Linked DNA regions of Mus musculus: regions 1, 2, 3, 4 and 5 are each linked to region 6. The links are chromatin contacts, called in public Hi-C, HiChIP or PLAC-seq and promoter capture Hi-C maps. All regions are on one chromosome and are shown on one strand. Each heading gives the region's core, a stretch centred on a gene start, on an enhancer-like site or on the middle of the called end of the contact. The rest is flanking DNA. Distances are from core to core; before and after follow the strand shown. Region 1 holds the start of Trmt10b (tRNA methyltransferase 10B). Region 2 holds the start of Pax5 (paired box 5). Region 3 overlaps Pax5 (paired box 5). Region 4 holds the start of Dcaf10 (DDB1 and CUL4 associated factor 10). Region 5 holds the start of Slc25a51 (solute carrier family 25, member 51). Region 6 holds the start of Grhpr (glyoxylate reductase/hydroxypyruvate reductase).

The links. Promoter capture Hi-C pulls out the DNA fragments that hold promoters and counts their contacts. A called contact is a pair of places that touch in the nucleus more often than the background predicts. HiChIP or PLAC-seq counts read pairs in DNA pulled down with a chosen protein or histone mark. Capture Hi-C pulls out chosen DNA fragments and counts their contacts.
Region 1: a contact with region 6 is called in a promoter capture Hi-C map of adipose tissue, with 3 times the contacts expected there. The contact joins the promoter of Trmt10b here to the promoter of Grhpr in region 6. A contact is called at or near these places in 3 of 39 promoter capture datasets (the C10 cell line, HPC-7-derived erythroid cells and liver), 4 of 15 datasets of contacts at CTCF or cohesin (CD8 T cells, embryonic stem cells and stem cell-derived epiblast-like cells), 34 of 484 Hi-C or Micro-C datasets (B cells, CD4 T cells, CD8 T cells and 20 more), 6 of 115 datasets of contacts at active chromatin or transcription factors (bone marrow-derived macrophages, embryonic stem cells, hepatocytes and 2 more) and 4 of 9 other capture datasets (adipose tissue, embryonic stem cells, liver and 1 more).
Region 2: a contact with region 6 is called in a promoter capture Hi-C map of pre-B cells, with 4 times the contacts expected there. The contact joins the promoter of Pax5 here to the promoter of Grhpr in region 6. A contact is called at or near these places in 9 of 39 promoter capture datasets (the C10 cell line, embryonic stem cells, epiblast stem cells and 3 more), 1 of 15 datasets of contacts at CTCF or cohesin (large pre-B cells), 14 of 484 Hi-C or Micro-C datasets (the 63-12 cell line, B cells, CD4 T cells and 5 more), 10 of 115 datasets of contacts at active chromatin or transcription factors (the 230-238 cell line, astrocytes, embryonic hindbrain and 4 more) and 4 of 9 other capture datasets (adipose tissue, embryonic stem cells, liver and 1 more).
Region 3: a Hi-C map of B cells shows a contact between it and region 6, with 35 read pairs. The contact joins the enhancer-like site here to the promoter of Grhpr in region 6. A contact is called at or near these places in 8 of 39 promoter capture datasets (the C10 cell line, the HPC-7 cell line, cranial neural crest and 4 more), 2 of 15 datasets of contacts at CTCF or cohesin (large pre-B cells and pro-B cells), 10 of 484 Hi-C or Micro-C datasets (B cells, CD4 T cells, the G1E-ER4 cell line and 4 more), 7 of 115 datasets of contacts at active chromatin or transcription factors (the 230-238 cell line, embryonic midbrain, embryonic stem cells and 2 more) and 1 of 9 other capture datasets (embryonic stem cells).
Region 4: a FOXA1 HiChIP or PLAC-seq map of pancreatic cancer cells shows a contact between it and region 6. The contact joins the promoter of Dcaf10 here to the promoter of Grhpr in region 6. A contact is called at or near these places in 2 of 39 promoter capture datasets (the C10 cell line and neural stem cells), 2 of 15 datasets of contacts at CTCF or cohesin (CD8 T cells and the NIH/3T3 cell line), 3 of 484 Hi-C or Micro-C datasets (B cells, embryonic stem cells and erythroblasts), 9 of 115 datasets of contacts at active chromatin or transcription factors (the 230-238 cell line, astrocytes, bone marrow-derived macrophages and 3 more) and 3 of 9 other capture datasets (embryonic stem cells, liver and pancreatic islet).
Region 5: a promoter capture Hi-C map of liver shows a contact between it and region 6, with 8 times the contacts expected there. The contact joins the promoter of Slc25a51 here to the promoter of Grhpr in region 6. A contact is called at or near these places in 5 of 39 promoter capture datasets (embryonic stem cells, liver, neutrophils and 1 more), 9 of 484 Hi-C or Micro-C datasets (CD8 T cells, LSK cells, Th1 cells and 4 more), 8 of 115 datasets of contacts at active chromatin or transcription factors (double positive thymocytes, extraembryonic endoderm stem cells, hepatocytes and 5 more) and 1 of 9 other capture datasets (macrophages).

The regions. Positions count from the first base shown.
Region 1 is chr4:45,295,343-45,298,558 of GRCm38.p6, reverse strand. Trmt10b (tRNA methyltransferase 10B) reads right to left here and starts at 1,391. Exons shown (of 9, transcript NM_027266.4): 1 at 1,364-1,391.
Region 2 is chr4:44,709,337-44,712,141 of GRCm38.p6, reverse strand. Pax5 (paired box 5) reads left to right here and starts at 1,448. Exons shown (of 10, transcript NM_008782.3): 1 at 1,448-1,779. The coding sequence starts at 1,734. RefSeq lists a promoter at 1-1,216.
Region 3 is chr4:44,671,093-44,674,052 of GRCm38.p6, reverse strand. The region is part of intron 5 of Pax5 (paired box 5); the gene reads left to right. Among named protein-coding and RNA genes, the nearest start is that of Gm12462, 8.6 kb to the left of the region's middle. RefSeq lists an enhancer at 963-2,960. Within about 2 kb of position 1,557, at least 42 of the 459 cell types and tissues checked have an H3K27ac peak or open chromatin away from gene starts, as enhancers often do. A contact at or near this core is called in the 230-238 cell line, B cells, centroblasts and 1 more, where this site is marked.
Region 4 is chr4:45,340,257-45,343,482 of GRCm38.p6, reverse strand. It overlaps Dcaf10 (DDB1 and CUL4 associated factor 10), which reads right to left and starts at 1,382. Exons shown (of 7, transcript NM_153167.2): 1 at 756-1,382. The coding sequence starts at 1,315.
Region 5 is chr4:45,407,000-45,410,087 of GRCm38.p6, reverse strand. Slc25a51 (solute carrier family 25, member 51) reads left to right here and starts at 1,322. Exons shown (of 3, transcript NM_001009949.3): 1 at 1,322-1,393. Gm46852 (a long non-coding RNA gene) reads right to left here and starts at 698. Exons shown (of 3, transcript XR_001784277.2): 1 at 611-698.
Region 6 is chr4:44,980,127-44,983,186 of GRCm38.p6, reverse strand. It overlaps Grhpr (glyoxylate reductase/hydroxypyruvate reductase), which reads right to left and starts at 1,793. Exons shown (of 9, transcript NM_080289.2): 1 at 1,653-1,793; 2 at 178-308. The coding sequence starts at 1,735.

The DNA.
Region 1 (3,216 bases), core at 142-2,641, 320 kb before region 6:
CAAGTTCAAGTTCATCCTTGGCTACATAAAGACTTTGAGGTTAGTCTAAACTACCTGGGACCCTGTCTCAAAATAAATCTGTGAAATATATATATTCACAAGTATGTAGCAGCAGATATATAAGAGCATCTAAATGTTTGAGAATTACACCACTCTTCTGGCCAGAGTCAGCAGCATTTTCTATTTCACTCACCGTAATCCAAAATCTACACACTATCTGCACAGATCACTAAGGGCTCTCTCCCTTCTGTCAACTTTCTTTTTTCTAGAGGATTCTATTTATTTATTTATATTTATTTGTTTGTTTGTTTATTTATAGACAGGGTTTCACTATGTAGCCCTAGCTGGCCTTGAACTTGCTATATACTGGTTGGAGACCAGGCAGGCCTCCAACTCACAAATCTGCCCTGTCTCTGCCTCCCACATTCATCCATCCAACCATTCATCCATCCATTCATTCATTCATTCGTTTGTTTGTTTTTTGAGACAAGGTTTCTCTGTACCCTGGTTATCCTGGAACTCCCTCTGGAGACCAGGGTGGCCTAGAACTCACGGAGATCTGCCCGCCTCTGCCTCCCGAATTAAAGGCTTGCACCACCACACCAGAGCCATTTTATTTTTAAAAATTATGTATGTGGCTATGTGTGCATCAGTTCAGTACAGGTGTCTGGAGCTTAAGTTACAGGCAGTCATGAGTCGCCCAGACATGGGTGCTGAGAACTAAACTCCCATCCTCAGCAAGAGCCATCTTTCCTGGTAGCCCCTCCTCCATCATTTTCTTTTACGCTCTGTGGTATACCTATTCCCCAAACATACTAAATATCCCGATGTCTGCATAAACTGTGACCTACCTATTTCCCAAACATACTAAATATCCCAATGTCTACATAAACTGTTAATCTCTGCCCACATGCTCTTCCCTTAGTCTCACACGTCCTCAGATCAGGCATATTTTCACTATCCAACACCACCTACTTATTTTTTGTCTGATTTTTTCACACCGTTCCAATAAAATTAAATGTTCCGTTTACTCAGACTCTCAATAAATACTTGGAGTTAACACCGCCGTCTCCGCCTTAGACCTTTTCTAGCCCAAGTCCCACCTGATGAGCACAAACGCCGTCGCTAAGTGTCCAATCATCCTGTTTGCATAGGTCTCTCATTTTCTCATTCTGAGCCCAACCACCTTCAGCACCAGAACACCTGCTTAGATCCCAGGCTGCAGGGAACGCGGGTCACACTGACTCGCGTGCTGCGACCGAGGAAAGGCAAGACCCAGACTCCCCAGGGCTGTGGGGTGCCTAGGCGTCTCGGTGGGACCCCGCAGTCTCTAGCCAACCCTCAGAACCAGATCTTGGCTTACCTAACACACCTTGCTCAGAAGAGAACACAGTTGGTCCCGCCCCAAAGCCACTTCCGGTTCCTGATCAGCTTTGAGTGGCATTCTGGGAGTTGTAGTTTTCAGTCTAACAACGCACTAGATGATACCAGTAGATTGGCTGGGCTTCTATACTCTGGGTTATCTGTCTGTTAGTTGACGATGGCAATTCCAAGTCCTCGTAAACCTTACATAGCTCAAACAGGTGACTAGTGGCTTTCTGGCGACTTTAAACCAAGCTCTAAACCACCTACTTTGTCTTTTTGGTCAGTATGGGGCCCTTAAGATTCCCTGGGTTTCCCTTCAACCAGCAGGGACTATGAGCTAGCACAGCCCTTTCCTGAGCACACAGTGGTCCTTCTGCCGCCAGGCTGTCCAAGTTCAAAGCGCAGACAAGACTTAGCAGGCAAAGAGTCTAGTGGCTAGTTACATACCTTGAACATCTCCCTTCACATATCAACTCAGAAATAGGCTCAGATGCGTGAAGCGACTAGTCCAAGTCTTGTCTTTACTTTTCTTTTTTTAAGATTTATTTTTGTTCATATGTATGGGTGTTTTGCCTGCATACACATGTGCATTTCATGCATGCTTGGTACTTGGGAAAACCAGAAGAGGGTATTGGAATCCCACTCCCCCGCACCTCTCCAACCTGCCGCCCCCATCGGAACTGAAGTTACAGAGAGTTATGAGCAGTCATGTGGGGGCTGGGAACCAAACCTAGGTTCTCTGCAAGAGCAACTGTAGTGGCTATTCCTGGTTGTCAACTTGACAATATTTGGAATGAACTACAATCCGGAATTGGAAGGCTCACCAGTGACCCTTATCTGGAGGCTTGGAGATCCTTATCTGGGTCTTGGTTTGAAGATCTTGAGCCATAGTGGCTATGGATTCCAGAAGATTGAATCTCCGAGTTTAAGGAACACACCTTTAATCTGGGCTACGCCTTTCATCTGGGATTAAAGGTGTGGTGGGACACACCTTTAATCTGGGCTACACCTTCTGCTGGAGACAATATAAGGACATTGGAAGAAGGGAGTCTAGCTCTTGCTCTTGCTCCTTCGCCTGCTTGCTGCGTGAGACTGAGTAACTGCTAGATCCTTGGACTTCCATTCACAGCTGCGACTGAACAATTGTTGGGAATTGGGCTGCCGACTGTAAGTCATCAATAAATTCCTTTACTATCTAGATACTATCCATAACTTCTGTGACTCTAGAGAACCCTGACTAATACAGAAGTTGGTACCAGGAGTGGTTCTAGAGTAACAGAAGTACAAGGATGAATCTTTTAAAATACTGGAATTGGCTTGTTGATCCACCAGCACTTTCAACTATTGAAACCTCTCCAGATTCTCTCCCTCCTGGGAGCTCAGAGAATTTTGAAGACCCATGGTTGAAACTATATTCTGAACTTAAAGAAGCTAATGACCTTGATTTTCTTAATGAATTAGGTGATTCAGTGCACAAAGCTTTCTACAAGATGGGGAAAAAATCGGAAAATGATTTTACTGGCTGGCTGCTCTTAGTATCTGTGGAAAAAATGATGAATGAAAGGAAGGAGTTGTGTGATAAAATCGAAAGGCTCCAGACACAAGTAAACGATCTAAAAGTTGCTAAGTGTGTCCTTGAGGAGAATCTTCTCTCTTGTAGCAATAGAGCTCAAGTTGCAGAAAATCAAACAGAAACTCTCATTGTAAGGTTGGCTGAACTACAGTGAAAATTCAAGTCTCAGCCTCAGAGTGTGTCAACAGTTAAAGTAAGGGCTCTAATTGGCAAAGAATGGGATCCTACAACAAGAATGGGATGTGTGGGAAGACCATGTTGAAGCTGAGAATTTTGAA
Region 2 (2,805 bases), core at 199-2,698, 270 kb after region 6:
CAGGGAGGGGTGGCACAGGGGACTACGCAGACTACTTGGTGGGGGTGGGGGACTCCCGGGAATCCACAGCCACGTTTCCAATTGTGGCGAAATCTGCTCAGTGAATTTGCGATGTCCGGTGCCCACTGACCCCTCCCCCTATCCTCGAACTCTAGGCTCTCTCCCCTAGGTTGCAGCCCAGCCTCGTGACCACCCCCCTCCAAAAAAAAAAAAATCAAACAAACACTCTCGGAGAGCGATTCACTTTCCGAAACTGCCATTGTCCAGTGGCCCTAGAGCGCTCACCCGCCCTGGAGAACCTTCCCCTGCGACCACCCCCGCAACGGGGCTCTATAGGCTTCTCGCGGCCAAACCCAGCCGCTTGGAATTCAGACTGGGGAGGGAGCAGAGTAGAGGAGGCTTGAGCTCGGACGGCAGGGAGCGAGGTTGGACACCACACCTTTACCTAGTTCCTCTGCAACCGATTTTCTCTCTGGAAAATCAAGTCTGGGAACTCGGGGATGCTACAAGGTCTCTTGGCCCGAGGGCAGTGGGATTCCATTTAGGGGCCTGGGTAAGGTGTCCAGAATTTTTGCCTGTTCTCCGAGCCTGCTAGGATGGTTCTGCTTGGCCCGGGTGCTCCAAAAGCAGAGGACCGGGTTTTATCAGCAGCTTTCCGCTGAACCTCTGGGCTCTGGGGTAAAAAGGGTCGAGTTCTAAAGGGGAGATCTGGGACCTGGTGGCTGAATGGGACCTAGATACTGTAGTGATCTGAAGCTGCCCTGGAAGATGAGCCCAGCAGACCTATGGAGGTTGCAATTGAGTTGGGGGTGGGGTAGTTGGGAACCCCGAGGGCGGGCGCCGCCCTAGGGGTGAATCTGAGGATGCTGGAGCATCCCCTGTGGTTGACAATTGTGCTAGTACAGGGTTCAAAACCACTTGCTTGGCAGAATTGTTCTTTCTTTAAAATAAAAAAATGGGCCTACTGGCCCTCACAAAGCAGAGTTTACATGTAGAGCAAAAGCGCACAGGGCCGCGACCCCCAGACACAGGTTTGGAAGCGGGTACGACCCTGTGACTCAGGTTCTCCTTCCCCTAGGCGCGCGACTAACGCCGGGCCGGGCGCAGTCTGAATCTTTCCTTCCCTGCCCCCAACCCCCTATAAAAGTCCAAGGCGGCACCGAGGCGGCATTGCTGCTCTCTGGGCCTCTTGCACACCTTCGGCCAGGCCTGGTCCGCCCCGTCTGGCACGCTGGGCAGGCCGCAGAGCTGACACCCTTTCCCTGGTTCTTGGCCCGCAGTGCGGGGCGGTGCGCCGGGGGCGCGACGTGTCTGGGGACATCTTGTGATGTTGGCGAGAACAGGACATGATCTCACATGGCGAGAAGCTCTTTAGTTCCTTAATCATTTCACGGTGCCTTCGGACGCTTTTTTTCCACCTAAAACGTTTAGTTTCAGCTCAGTGATCAGCTACCCCAGCTCGGCGGGGGAGCGGAAGGCTTCAATTATTCCGACTTGTGAGCGGGCCCCAGCACCAAAAAAAAGAAAGAAAGAAAGAAAGAAAGAAAGAAAGAAAGAAAGAAAGAAAGAAAGAAAGAAAGAAAGAGGAAAGGAAGAAAGAAAAAGAGGGAGAAAAGAAAATAAAACAAAGAAAGAAAAAAGAAAAGAAAAAAGAAAGAAAAGGAAAAAAGACACCCCAAAAAAAGTGGAAACTTTTCCTCGCTGTCCATTTCATCAAGTCCTGAAATATCGAAATGGATTTAGAGAAAAATTACCCGACTCCTCGGACCATCAGGACAGGTAGGAACACCGCGAAACGGGATTCATCCATGCTTACTCTGGGACACTACCCAGTGCTAGTATCCATGCTAATATCCATGCAAGAAGAAAGGTGTGTGTGTTTGTGTGTGTGTGTGTGTGTGTGTGTGTGTGTGTGTGTAGTTTTCTCAGGAAAAGGCCTGTCCTTCTACAGTGCGTTCACATGGTTTTCACTAGTCCGTCAAGGTGTCTTCAAGGAGGCCTGTTTTCTTTGGTTTTGTTTGATTCTGTTTCTGATACTTGTGTTGGTGTTAATCTGGAGATGTTCAAGTTTGGATCTGTGTGCTCACTTGAGGAGATCAATGTGTGCAGGAGTTTGTGTTACCCCAAATAGGTGTTCAGTTTGAGTTTGTACGCCTGTTGGCATCTTTACTAGCTTGTATCTTGCCTTGAGCATATTAGCATGTGTTTATGAGTTAGTGTTTGTGTGCGTTCTTTTTAAGACTCCAAGATGTGTGTTTGTGTAAATTCTGTGTATATAGTTTGATAAGCATCTCACTCACTGGACATCTACTGCTTAAGAGGTCTGGTCATCTCTATATCCCAAGTGATTTTGGAAGTAAGAAAGAGGTGGTTCTCTGACCCCTCCATTTTTGGATGTCAACAGCTGCCCAATGTGTACATACCAATACATACAAAAGTGCTTGTCTCTAGCACTGGTATAGCTCTGGGGCCTACTAGGGGTATAGTATACAACACATGTGCTGCCAGGCCTAAGTCTTATAATATTGAGAGATAGAATCAAAAGTGATGTGAATTCAGGGCAATTAAGCTCTCACTGTGCAGTGTGCACTGTCTCATTAGTGTAGTGTTGCATTTAGCATTTGTGTACAAGGGTCTCCTACAGCAAGCACAACTTTGGTAGGTAAGAACAGTCTGTGGACTACTGATGACATTTTGACAGTGTACACACACACACACACACACACACACACACACACTCCAATCCCTTGCCTTTAGGCTGTCACCTAGATTAGCCTCTGACATTGTGTGTGTATATATGTCACA
Region 3 (2,960 bases), core at 308-2,807, 310 kb after region 6:
GGGAGCTGCTGGCAGGCCAGACTTGGGAGGATCAGGCAGGGCCCTGAATAGCAGCCATGGGTGAAAGGGCAGCCCCTCTGCTGCATCCTGGGACTTTGATCTCCAGCGAGGCCTTCTCCTGCCTTCTTCCGCTGGTCTCAAGGGCCCCCATTCAGATCTCCCCGACCTTCCCTCCCCGCCTCCCCTGAGTTTGAAAGGCCTTGAATGTAAGAGGTCAGTGGAGTGAGAATCTTTTCACCAGCTCAGAAAGCCAAAGGATCCAGGCCCCGTGTCGATGCTGGGCCAGAGACTCACGATGAGGCAGCTAAGGTATGCTGCAAACAGACTGCTGCCTTTTTAGGAAGGGCACAGAATGAAAGCCAGGACGCTGAGGTGCCAGTCTGTTAAAATAATGCCAAGTTCAGTGTGACCCCATAGTGAGGTTGGGGCAGTTGGCTGTGGGTTCCTCTCAGGACTGTTCCTGTTGCTAGGGTGTTTTTGTATCCCTGGTGGTGCCTTTTACTTGGGAGTGCCTCTCATGTTGGGTTTTCTTGGTTCTGTGTATTTTGTATTAGTCGGCACACTTTCTTTTCTCTGCTTATTTTTCACTCTCTCTTTCTTACCAACCCCGACTCCTGTCATTTGGTCAGAGGTCCCAGGTCATCTGTGCCTAGCAACCCCCTGGAGGACTGTGGTGTGAAGGGTTGGGAGGACCAGGCTCAGCACTCATCCTAGCCACAGGCTCTGGTCTCTCTGCCTTCCCTTGGACATATTTCCTGCACTCTGAACAGAGGATGGACAGAGTCGGGGAGCTAACTGTCAGATTTTAAAGAAGAGACAGGGATGAACAAAGCTGGACCCTTTTGTCAGGAGTTAGCAGCAGCCTTTGCCTATAGATCTTGCCCCAAGATTTCACAGGCCTGTGATCTCAGGGGAGCCCTGCTACCCAGGGTTGCTGAGGCGTCCACAGGTTCTGGGGCATTCTTAAGACGGGGCTAGAATGCTCTGAGGACTTCCTGTAGGGGCTTGCTGTAATGAGAACTTGAGTAATCTGGTCTTTGAACCTGTATTTTGTCATTTGGAAAGGACAGGTGGCAAGAGCCTAGTGGATTACCGTGAGGTTAAAGGAAGTGGCTCCCTGAGGGGTTTGGGTAAAGGCTTCATAAATGGTCAGTGGGGGCTTGAGGATGTGGGGACGGTCATGGTGGGCGCGGCCTCAGGCGTGGGATGGCTCCAGCCACAGTACAAGCTGAAACTCACAGGTCTGCCTGCCACTGATTTCCTGTTTATAACAGTCAAGGGTTGGGGTGGGGCTGGGGGGTACTGAAGGAGTGGAAGGAGGGCAAGCTGGGGAGGCCATGTCATCTAGGCTGAACAACAGTGCCCCCAGGTGTTGGTTGCAAAACCAGGGGCCACCCCATGACATTTCTTTTCTTTCAGGACCCTTCCATTCCCTTCAGTTTCCCACTCTCCTTTATAGAGGAAAAAAGGGCTGAGCACGGCCTCAGTTTCCCATGGAGGCAGGCACAGGGTGCACACCAGGCGCTGTTCTCCAGGATAGGGGACAAAATCAGAGTGCCTGGGGCTGGAGGGCTGTCTGTCTCAGGGCTTCTGTGGCTTGTGTCATGGAGAGCAGCTAGGAGGTTCTGGCACGTGAGAAAACAGGCTGGGCTGGAAGGAGTCCAAGTAGGTCACATGGTAAACCCTAGAAAACCTGGATCCTCAGAAAACCCTTGATGTCCTCTGTGGTCATCGCTGTTAAGAGCCATTGTGACCTTATTAGGTAAGGTGCCCTATTGTGGCGTGAGGGGCTCCCCCGCTGATTCTCACCTGAGCTTCTCCCTAGCCCTCCTCTCACTCCTCAGAGCTTCCAGACCCGTGTGTTCTCTGCCATCACGCAGCAGAACTCTCCCTCTGGCACGGGCTGCCCAAGAAGTTGCGTAGCCAGCCTGTCTGGGTTGTCCGTAGCTGGCTTAGAGTAGGTGTCCAATGCTGGCTATCTGACCTTCACAACTCGCTAAGCCCACACATGCTTCCGGGGTCAGCATGGAACCCTGGAAAGCAGGGAACTTTGGCTGTAGGGAGGTACTCCTTCTCACAGTAGCTTTTAGGGGGCAGGCAGGTGGCTCCTGCCGTTTCTTTGTGGCCCTTGTTGGGACATTCCTGGCTCTGTGAGGAATGTCCTGTACTGTCATCTAGATGGCCTCATCCCTGAGTTCTCTTGTACAGGCTAGAACCAAGGTCTTCTTCAGTTGCTGCTGCTCAACGTTCAGAGCTTGGTGGCAGCGGGCTGGCTGTGGGTCATGATTTCATCTGAGGGTGAAGTCAGATCTGGGACTCTGGGGGTAACCACCCTTTGGGTTTCTGGGTGACTGCTCTCAGCTTGCTCTAGCACCTGAAACTGTGCTAGTTTCTAAGCTCCAAGAACCTAATGCTTCTAGAATCTAAGTCCAGACCCTAGAGAAAGGAGTTCTGTCTAGCCGAAGACCATGGGTGGCAGGCCTCAGCAGGGGCCAGGGGGTGTGTCTGCTTGTGTGCAAGTGTGTGTGTGTGTGCACCCTTGAAGTCAGAGGTGTGGGCAGTCCAGCACAGGGTTATATACTCCGGGACAAGAAGCTTTGGCATCACCGAAGAACGTGTTGGGGCCACAGAGATGCTAAGGGCTGTATGTCTAGTTCCCAGTCTGGTTGGCTCTTCTTTCTCATCCAGCTTTTGAAGCCATCATCGATTCAGCTGAGACCCCCCCAGGCAGCCAACTAGCTGTAAGGGGATCCTGGTTGAAGAGGCCAGGTGGTCTCTTGTGGGGCTTCGTGGGCCTTTCCCTCAGACATGGGGCCTGCCCCATGGGTGTGGGGGGGTTAGGTTTCAGTTCCTCCCAGTTCTGGTTCCTAAGTTTCACTTTGATTCAGAGAGAGAGAGAGAGAGAGAAAGAGAGAGAGAGAGAGAGAGAGAGAGAGAGAGAGAGAGAGAGAGAGCCTGCC
Region 4 (3,226 bases), core at 133-2,632, 360 kb before region 6:
GATTCCAAATAGAGCTGAGTCCTCATCATTATGATTTAACTTAGTCGCTTCCCCCCCTTCAAGCCTATTTTCTTCTCCTTTTAATATAGTTTACCGGTTGTTTTATAATGTTTTAATATATATGTAGTCTTGATATATTGTGATAAGAATGTTATTATGTCATCTTACCGTGGAGCCACAAGCAGTATTTTAAACTTGTTGTTAAACTTGTGCACTCACAAGACAGAGTACTACTAAATTTCCCTGGGGTAGTCTGAAAATTCCCTATGGCTTGAAGTAAACCAAGAGCAATCATCTTAGCAGTCTAAGCATGCAGTCTATCCCACAAAATGGCCCAAACCCTGAGAAGCGGATTTCTGCAGTCTTAGTGTCTTTCTAAAGCCTTCATTTGTCTCCTTCGTGGCAGGATCTGGCACACGGTCCAAAGAGTCTGCAAGTTTTCTACCTTTCACATAAATTCAGATCAGAACAAAGCCAACTGAGGATCACAGGAAAACGACGAGCATTTCTTTAAAGCCTATTTGTTTTGGTGTACCAGAACGCCCTAGTTGTGTACTGGCTCCGACTGACCTGAAGCGACGGCTTAAAAGTAGTTCTCTTTCCCCGAGCCTCCAGGACCCCGAAGGGAAGCACTGGGCCTGCCTATCCCAACAGGCCAGGCCAGGGCTCATAGGTGACAAAGTACCGGGGGGCACGAAGGCCAGCGGCTGCGGCCAGCCTGAGCGGAGGGAGCCCGCTGGGGTGTAGGAGCTTACCCGTCCGGAGAGTACTCGAGGTTGAAGACAGCACCGTGGGTGCGGGTGCTGAGGTACACCGAGTCTGCGGGATGGATGGACCCATACAGGTTAGTCATCGTGCGGAAATTGTCCCGAGCCGGGTCCACGAACAGCCCGCGACCGAGGCTTCGCTCTCTCAGCCACCCGAACAGTCTGGCCCCGGGGCCGCCCAGGCCTGCGCCGAGGCCCTGCCGGCTCCGCCCGCCCGCCCTCCAGTCCGGCCTCGAGCGTCTGCGCGGCGAGGAGGAGGGTGACAGCTTTGCCTGCGACGCCGACGCGGTGGCGGCGGACAACTCCAGAGCTCCGGGAGCCGCGAACTCTCCGGCGCGCTCGGCTGGGGACACCGCGGGGCCGCCCGGGAGGCGAGGGCTCCCGGCGACCGGCGGGGGAGAGGCCGCGTCAGCTCCTCGCTGCGGAGACGCCGGTCGCGGAGCTGGAGAGGGCGGTCTGGAAGCTGCCGCCGGCCCTCCGAGAGGCGGCGGCTCCTCGGCTCCAGCCGTCTCGTCCCCGCCCGGGCTGTGGGGCCCGAAGGGAAACATGACCAACGCCCCCGCCCCCTATTCCGGGCCGCTGTCCCGCCGCCCGACAACTCAGCGCTCCCGCTCCAGCCGCCACTTCCGGGTGTCGCGCCCTAAAGCCGCCGGCTGGGAAACCCGCGCCGCCGCTAGGCTGCCCTCTGCCGGGGACGTAAAAGCAGGGACACCACCGCCGGGTGCGCCACAACCTAGGAGGACTGTGAAGTCAGGATCCACGAGCCCTGTGTGTGCAATGTAGGGCACACAGAACCCGACTACAACCAGCAGAGAGTCGGCCCTCAGCTGTCAGGGAGCACTGGCTGGCTGTGTGCCGGACCAGTCCTACCAGACTGGGTCGGATTATCTACTGTTGTCCTTACACTGAAATGGAGCAGCAAGAGGGGCTGGGGGAGGGGACGGTGATTACTGTATTATATGTAGGTCACACAGTAAAGCTCTTGGCACACTGCCTACTTACTCAGCCTAGAACTCTATAAAGATTCAAGAGCAGTCGAATTTAAAAAGCATTGGACTGTACAGGGCCTAGACTAAAGGAATCTATTGATGTCATACATATCTGCCCAAATCTTGGTTGCTGCACAGTAAGGGAAATCTTTATCAGGGTTAGAGCCTTCTTCTCTTCCCCGCAAAAAGAACATACGTGCAGCTAGGAGTAAATGAGGGGAGCTAGAGATCAATCAATTCAAATCCACAAAGCCAGAGCCCACTGTCCGTCATACTCATACTACATCTGCCAAGCACTGCCCGGGCCTTGACGATATTCCCCTGTCTCCGCCCCTGCTGCCCCTGATGATATTCCCCTGTCTCCGCTCCTGCTGCCCCTGACGATATTCCTCTCTGCTCCAGCTGCTGAGTACCTCTTTTCAGGGAACTCATTAACAGGGAATAGAGGTTTCCAGTGCAGGGAAGTTTAGTCCTCAAAAAGGATAGCCCGAGGTAAAAGGAAAGGCAGATAGATAACAAACAAAACAAAATAAACCCCAACCAATTCTGTAGGTCTGTAGCGTTGTAGGGAGTTTACGTTTTAGTGACTGTGATATAAACCTGGAGGATGTGCCAACCCGTGAAGACAGACCTGGAAGATGTCTGCAGAAAGGGACTTAGATATTCAATGGTTGAACTTTAGACAGAAAATCAAGAAATCATCATTCGGTCTGAATTGGCTCCACATAATCAGATTTCACAGTGCAGGGCATTCCCCATGAAAAGCATACTAAGGTCCCAAAGGCATTGAAGAGCTGTTCACTGGGCTGAGGATGTGGTTCAGCGGTGGAACGTTTATCTAACGTGTGTGAAGCCCTAACTTCAACCCCTAGTACCGTAGAAAAGAAGAAGAAAAAACTAACCATGTTCACTGACAATTTAGAGAATCTAAGGAAAGAAAATTGGAATAAACAAGAGTTTATAAGTTTACATGTTCTCTGTTCATGTCATAATGACTCTCAAAAAGTTAAATTGTGAATAAGCTCAAGGCAATGGTGGTTATAGCACAGAATAAGTAAGTTAGTAATATGTGGTTTTAAAAATGCTTGTATTTAATATGTGAATATTCATTTATTCCAGATATTTTTACTGAAACCTAAAATAAGAGCATATTACATTAAAACTATGACCCTAGGGCTGGAGAGATGGCTCAGAGGTTAAGAGCACTGACTGCTCTTCCAGAGGACCAGGGTTCAATTCCCAACAACCACACGGTGGCTTCACAACCATCTATAATGGGATCTGATGCTCTCTTGTGGTGTGTGTCTGAAGACAGCGACAGTGTACTTGTATAAATAAAAATCAAACTTAAAAAAAAAAAAGACCATGATTCTATAATATCAGTAAAAATAAAACCTGAGAGAGCACTAAAAATCGCACTCAAATTCAGCTGTGCCTCTTCCTGTTGGCATGCTGCCTTTAGGGGCCAGA
Region 5 (3,088 bases), core at 73-2,572, 430 kb before region 6:
CACCTTTAATCTCAGCACTCGGGAGGCAGAGGCAGGTGGATTTCTGAGTTCGAGGCCAGCCTGGTCTACAGAGTGAGTTCCAGGACAGCCAGGGCTATACAGAGAAACTCTGTCTCGAAAATAACCAAACCAAACAAACAAACAAACAAAAAAAGGGGCTGGGGACTTAGCTCAGTGGTAGAGCGCTTGCCTAGCAAGCACAAGGCCCTGGGTTCGGTCCTCAGCTCTGGAAAAAAAAAGAAAAAGAAAAAGAAAAAGAAAAAGAAAAGAACATATACTCTTCTTGAGTCTGGCACCCACATGGGACAGTTCACAGCCTTTAATAATTCCAGGATCAAGAAATCTGAAGCCCTATTCTGGCCTCTCTGGGTACTTATACACATGTGCTAACAGTAGAATAAATCTATTTTCTTTTAAAAAAGAAATGTTTTGTAATTTTTTTTCCTCTTAGGAACTCATTGACTGGATCTCTAGGCAAACTTCCTTAAAGGAGGCTTTGAAATACCAAGATTGACACTCCCGTTTGCTGACGCTAGAAGGCGTGGCCTAGGAGGCGTGGTTTCCGACAGCTTCAGAAACCTGTAAACACTAAGCAGGCTGGGTCACCCACCTGGAACGGTGTGTAATGGTGAGATAATCCCAGTCCTAAGAGGCAAGCTGGTCGCACATTCAGGAGTCTGCTGAAGAGCCTGCCCACGAAGGCTGACTTTGTCCTTTCTGTCCACTGACATTTATCGCCTGTGGTTCTGCAAATCAGAACCATTGTTCAAATGTCACAACATGGAGGAACCCACTCATGGAAGAGACGAATAACTTGCCAAAAGTCACTCAAGGGATGTCACGGCTATAATTCTGACCCGGCTCTCCTAACTCACAGCAGGGTTCTCCTTCCAAGACTCCACAAACTGTGTGTGCATCTAAGGAAAAAGAGGCTAGCTGTATGACCTCATGTACAACTCAGGTGTCCTGTGAAGTGCGGTGACAAAGAGCTCTCCACCAAGCTTTGAGATCGCCTCATCAGAAGCTTTCGCGCCTCCACGCACGCGCTATCTACAGCCCTGGATCTCAACAGACTACACGCTAAATGACGCGCTTGCTGTTTTGTGGAACAACGAGGCCACCGTATAACTTCAGCTTAAGTCAGGGGGGCGGGGAGACTAGCGGCACCCCCACAGCCTGGCAAAAGGTGCGACAAGAGTCAGTACCGGACCGGACGCAGTACAAGGCAGCTATAGCGCTACCCAGACCCTGAGCGAGGCAGGGCCCTGGTCACGTGGCTCGACGACGTCCCGCCCCGCCCCGCCCCGCCCCTGCCTGGGTCGGACCAGTCTGCGCCTGCGCGGGCGCGGGCTCGCTCGCCAGCCGTCCTGCGGGCTTGCGCCCCGGGCCGTGGGTGAGTCCTGGGTGGGGTGCGGTGGGGAGCGGAGGCCGCTGTGCTGCCCTAGCTTCGGGCCAGAGAGAAGGGAGGCTTGAAGCAGGGTCGCGGGCTGCCGAGCTCCAGGTCCTGCGCTCTCCACGCGTCCGGGTCCCGGCAGCTGCGGCCCGGCTCCGGCCGAGGGCCCTGTGGTGCTGCGGCGCGCTCCGGCAGGGAGGCGCCCACAGCTCGGGAGATGCAGGCCCCGGGGGATCGCGGTGGCCCGTGGTTCCCTTTGTCTGCCACCCGCGGGATCGCGGCGGCCCGTGGTATCCGGTGGTGCTGGCCATTCCGCCCAGCGCCTCTCCGTCCTCCCCGAGTGGGCAGATGGAAGCCTGGAGAATGCTCGTTCCGAGGCACCATGTTTCATCACGCAGGAAAGAGTCTAAGGCGGGCGGGTGGGTGGGCGGGCGTCAATTGTTCCCTTCTGTGCGGATTGTTGTAGCTAGCTTAGGTAGAGGATGGCAGCGCCTCGGCCATGTTTACGACTTTTAGCTTAACCTTTGTCTTGGCCCCTACAGGCTGCCCAGCTGGTCCTAGTGCCCACCTTCTGGTTGTCAGTTTTTACCTGTTGTCTATTGAGCAGAATGAATTGTGTGTGGAGTTACCGTACCAAAATGGATCTCCGGCGCCTTTGCTTTGAAAGGATTTGAAGACTCGGATCCAGGGCACATGAGAAACCAGAGTCGTCACCCTTAGCGTTTCTTAGGGCGACATGACACTTCTGACAAGAATTGACTCTAGTCTCCTTTGTCAGATAGAAGCTAAGATAATGGGTTTTTTTGTCACAGCTGTTGCTTTGCATTTGCAGTGGTAAAATCCTGCTGTAACTAGCACTTGAACCCTGCCTGACCCTGGTTTTGTATGCTGACTCAGACCTGCTGACTAGTGGGAATTCACGTCTTTTAAGAATTACAGTCACCCTTTGCCCTGTTTTTGGTCAAAGACCTTTGTACTAAGGTCATATCTGGCTTTTGCATATCCCTGTGGGCTGAAAGTTACATTGAGTATTTAGAATTTACACTGTGCTTACATCACAGAAGTTTGACCCTTATTGGATCAAAGTGGATTTTGCTCCCTTGTGTTAGGTTCGGTGCCTTACAGCAAACTAGAGCAGTCGTAGTAAATACATTTTATAGTAAGTTGCAAAAGATTATCATTTGGAAGTATTTAAATAGGAACCAGTTTATCAGAGTTAAGTTAGTGATCTGAGTGTTGTTATAAAACATGCCATGTTTTAAAGTTTATATATATATATTTGGGGAGGGAGGTTGGGGGGCTCTAATGTGCCAAGGCGCTTGAATGGAGGTCAGAGGACAACTTTCCAGAATTTTTCTCCCACCTCTCGATTGAGCTGATTGGCAGTTAGCTCCTTACTTGATGAGCCTTCTAAACTCTTATCAGAACACTGCACACTGTTTTTCCTTCTTGTTGCTGCATTAAGAAACTTGTTACAGGCTGCAGAGATGGCTCAGCTGTTAAAGCTGTTAAGCTCATAACCCAAAAAAAAAAAAAAAAAAAAGACGCTAGTCACACCACCCTGGTAGGCAGGGTGCAGCTGACAGGAATGCTTTAAGTCTGACATCTGGGAGGTTTGCAAAACATTACATTTTAGCTAAGCATAGTGGTGCACACCTTTAGTCCCAGCACTCTAGGGGGCAGAGGCAGGTGGTT
Region 6 (3,060 bases), core at 544-3,043:
CTTAAAAGCCAGATTGGGGACAACACGGGCCAGGTAGAGCTACTGTTGGGGACACCCTCAGAAGACAGGAAAATACATCAGATCAGCTCAAAGGCCGGCTGCAGAGAGCTGAAGTGCTTGCCCTGATAAGACCCTCCCCCGACCTCAGAACTTTGCTCAGGCTGACTCAGGACATACCTGCGGCATCCAGAAGTTTCTTGTCCACACGGTCAGAGAGGCGGCAGAGCAAGCCATGGGCCCCCACCACACCTTGCTCCAGATCCTTTCTGGGGATGGGGTCATCCGAATTCCACTGTTCCACCTCACAGCTGGAAGCAAAAGGCAGCCACTCAAAGGATGCAGGGAGCCTCCGAGGTCCTACAGCATGCACAGCTAGCAAACATGGCCTTCCACCTGCTATGGCCTTAGGCTAGCCTTTGTTAAGGTCATTCGTGGGGAGCCTCAGAACTGTCTGGAGTGTAGTTGAGGAGGGGGTGAAGTGCTGCCAAAGTGGGGAACACTGACAAGAGCTGAAGGCTCCTCTGGTCACGGGAGCACTTGAGTGTGCTTCCTTAGTAGCCTCAAATGTGAGGTGCTCCTCCAAACCCTTCCGTTGCACTCAGAGCAGTCCAGGTGTGTGCACACAGGAGACACTGGACAGTGGCTGGCAGGTCCCCAGGTCCATCTGTCTCTGCTCCTCAGCACCAAAAGTACCAACAAAACAAGTCCTTGGGAAAAACTGTACTGTGCTAGAAAAAATTTCGAAACAAGTCACAGTCCCCAAACCATCAGAATTTAATCCCAGCATTCAAAACGCAGAGGCAGACGGATCTCTATAAGTTCAAGGGCAGCCTGATCTACAAAGCCAGTTCCCGGACAGGCAGGGCTGCTACACAGAGAAATCCTGTCTTGAAAAAAAAAAATCAGGAAACAAACAAACAAAAACTGACTGCCGAGCACTCTCACCTCCTCCCAAACTGGCATGGTAACACAAAGCCGGCAGGACAAAGTGACCCGCCTGCAGCGGATGAGGACTAAGCATAAGGGCCAGGCCTGCCACCTGGAGCTGAGTGACCCCAGGGCAAGGTACAACAAGCCCATCCAGACTGTTTTCAAGTGATGCAGAAATTCTAAAGCTGACTTCACAGTCTGTGTTCACAGCTCCTGGCAAGGCTACCCACTAAACAAGGTTCAATAGGAAGAGAACAGTCATCAAATGGCCCCATCGAGTATCCAAGGAGGCAAGCCAATGACTGTCATAGTCCCTGAACACTACTTCTGCCTGCCAGCTAACCCTCAGTGGGTAAAATTCACAGCCTGCACCTTGCCCCATAGGCAATCTCACTTCACTGAAACATGGAGACCAATAGCCTGGGGCCCGGAGCAAGCTGCCTCCCGGAGAACTACGGCCCCAAACTCCAAGCCAGCCCCTTGGGGACACAGCTGGCAACACCTGAGCAAAGTCCCCATGCGCCAGAGCCACCCTCTCGGGTCCTGGCTCCGCTTCGCCTGCCTGCCAGGCACCCGGCTCTTGAGAGGTGGCCCCCAGCCCTGGGACAGCTCTGGAAGCCCTAGCGGCGTGTCTCCATGGGTGCAGGGGTGTTTGAGGTTAGGTGGACAGGACAGCGTGCCAGGGGCACGGCTGCAGCCCCCGTACCGACGCGGGCGCTTACTCTGCGGCCTGGGCGAGCGCAGCCCTGCCCTCGGCAGGCAACGGGCCAGTGACGAACACCTTCATGAGTCGCGCCGGTTTCATAAGACCCGCAGCAGCAAACACGTACCAGGCTGGCCTTGCAGGAGACGACGGAAGTGTGGGCGGGGCCGGCGTTAGGGGCGGGGCCGGCGCTGGGGGCGGGGCCGAGCCCGGGACCTCTATGGTCTGGTATAGCTGTGGCTGTAGCTTTGGAGACCAAGTGTCCCGGATAGAGGCTCTGTGTTAGTGTGGGTTGAGTGTAGGACTTGGAGAGCCTTCTTTGGTGTGTGTGCTTTCAAGAGTAACATGGCCTCGAGACTGTCAAACACCACTAGGAGCCTGGAGTGAGGGGCATTATGAGGAGGGACCTGTGAGAGAGACCTCTCTGACTATGCTGTCGGTATTGGCAAAGGAGAAAGCCCTGTGAGGCCTATCTTAGCCAAACTATCCCAGAGGCTTCTGGTTAAACACACGGAATTCTAAGCCGAGCCTGACCTGCATGCTGAGGGAGGAGACTGAGGGAGAGGGTCTGAGTCCAGACATTATAGCTTTAATACTTAGAATGATTCCTTACTGGGACTTTACAATTGTGATGATATTTTAGCCCATCACGGGCCACCCAGGCGAGCTAGACACAAGTGCTAACTGTCTGGAAGCAGTTCCTGAGCAAGCAGGGACCAGGTATGCTGAGCCACGGGTAGATCCAGGGTTTGCAGGTAGATGGGACTGAGTCTGGATCTTGGCTTTAACCCTTTCCAGTTGTTTGACCTTTAACCCTAATCTGCATTCCCACCCCTGTTTCTTCAGGCACATCGTGAGGTTAGCATTTCCTTTGAAGGTTGTTTTCACTACTGAACAGGGGTGCTTAGCCTGAGGGTGGCAGAGCTCAAGCTGCAATGCCCAGATGCCTGGGGCTAAATGCCCGATTCACCACCGTGAGCAATTATTAAACGTTGTGTGCCTCCATGTCTTCCTTATCTGTCCCATGGGGATTGTAGTAATGCTTGCCTTGGCTTGTTGAGAGATGAAGTATGTACTGTGCTTATAATAGAGACTAAGGCAGGCATGGCGATTATGCTTATAATCCGGCATTCAAGAGGTAGAGGCAGGACTGTTCAAGGCCAGCCCAGACTTTACGGCAAATGATGCAGATCCTGAAGGCGGTTTAGGACTAGCTCAGGGCCCCAGGCCTGTCCTTCAGCTCTGCAACCTCACTTCAGTCCAAGGGCTGCTCAGTGACTTGGTCTCTGGTCTGGAAGGGCGCCAAGGACAACACAGTGTACTCTTCACTGATTTTATGGGGACCCATGAGGACTCTAGTACAACACACACGCAGTGTTGACAGATGTCAACTGGGCCATTTGGGATGTTTATTTATTTATTTATTT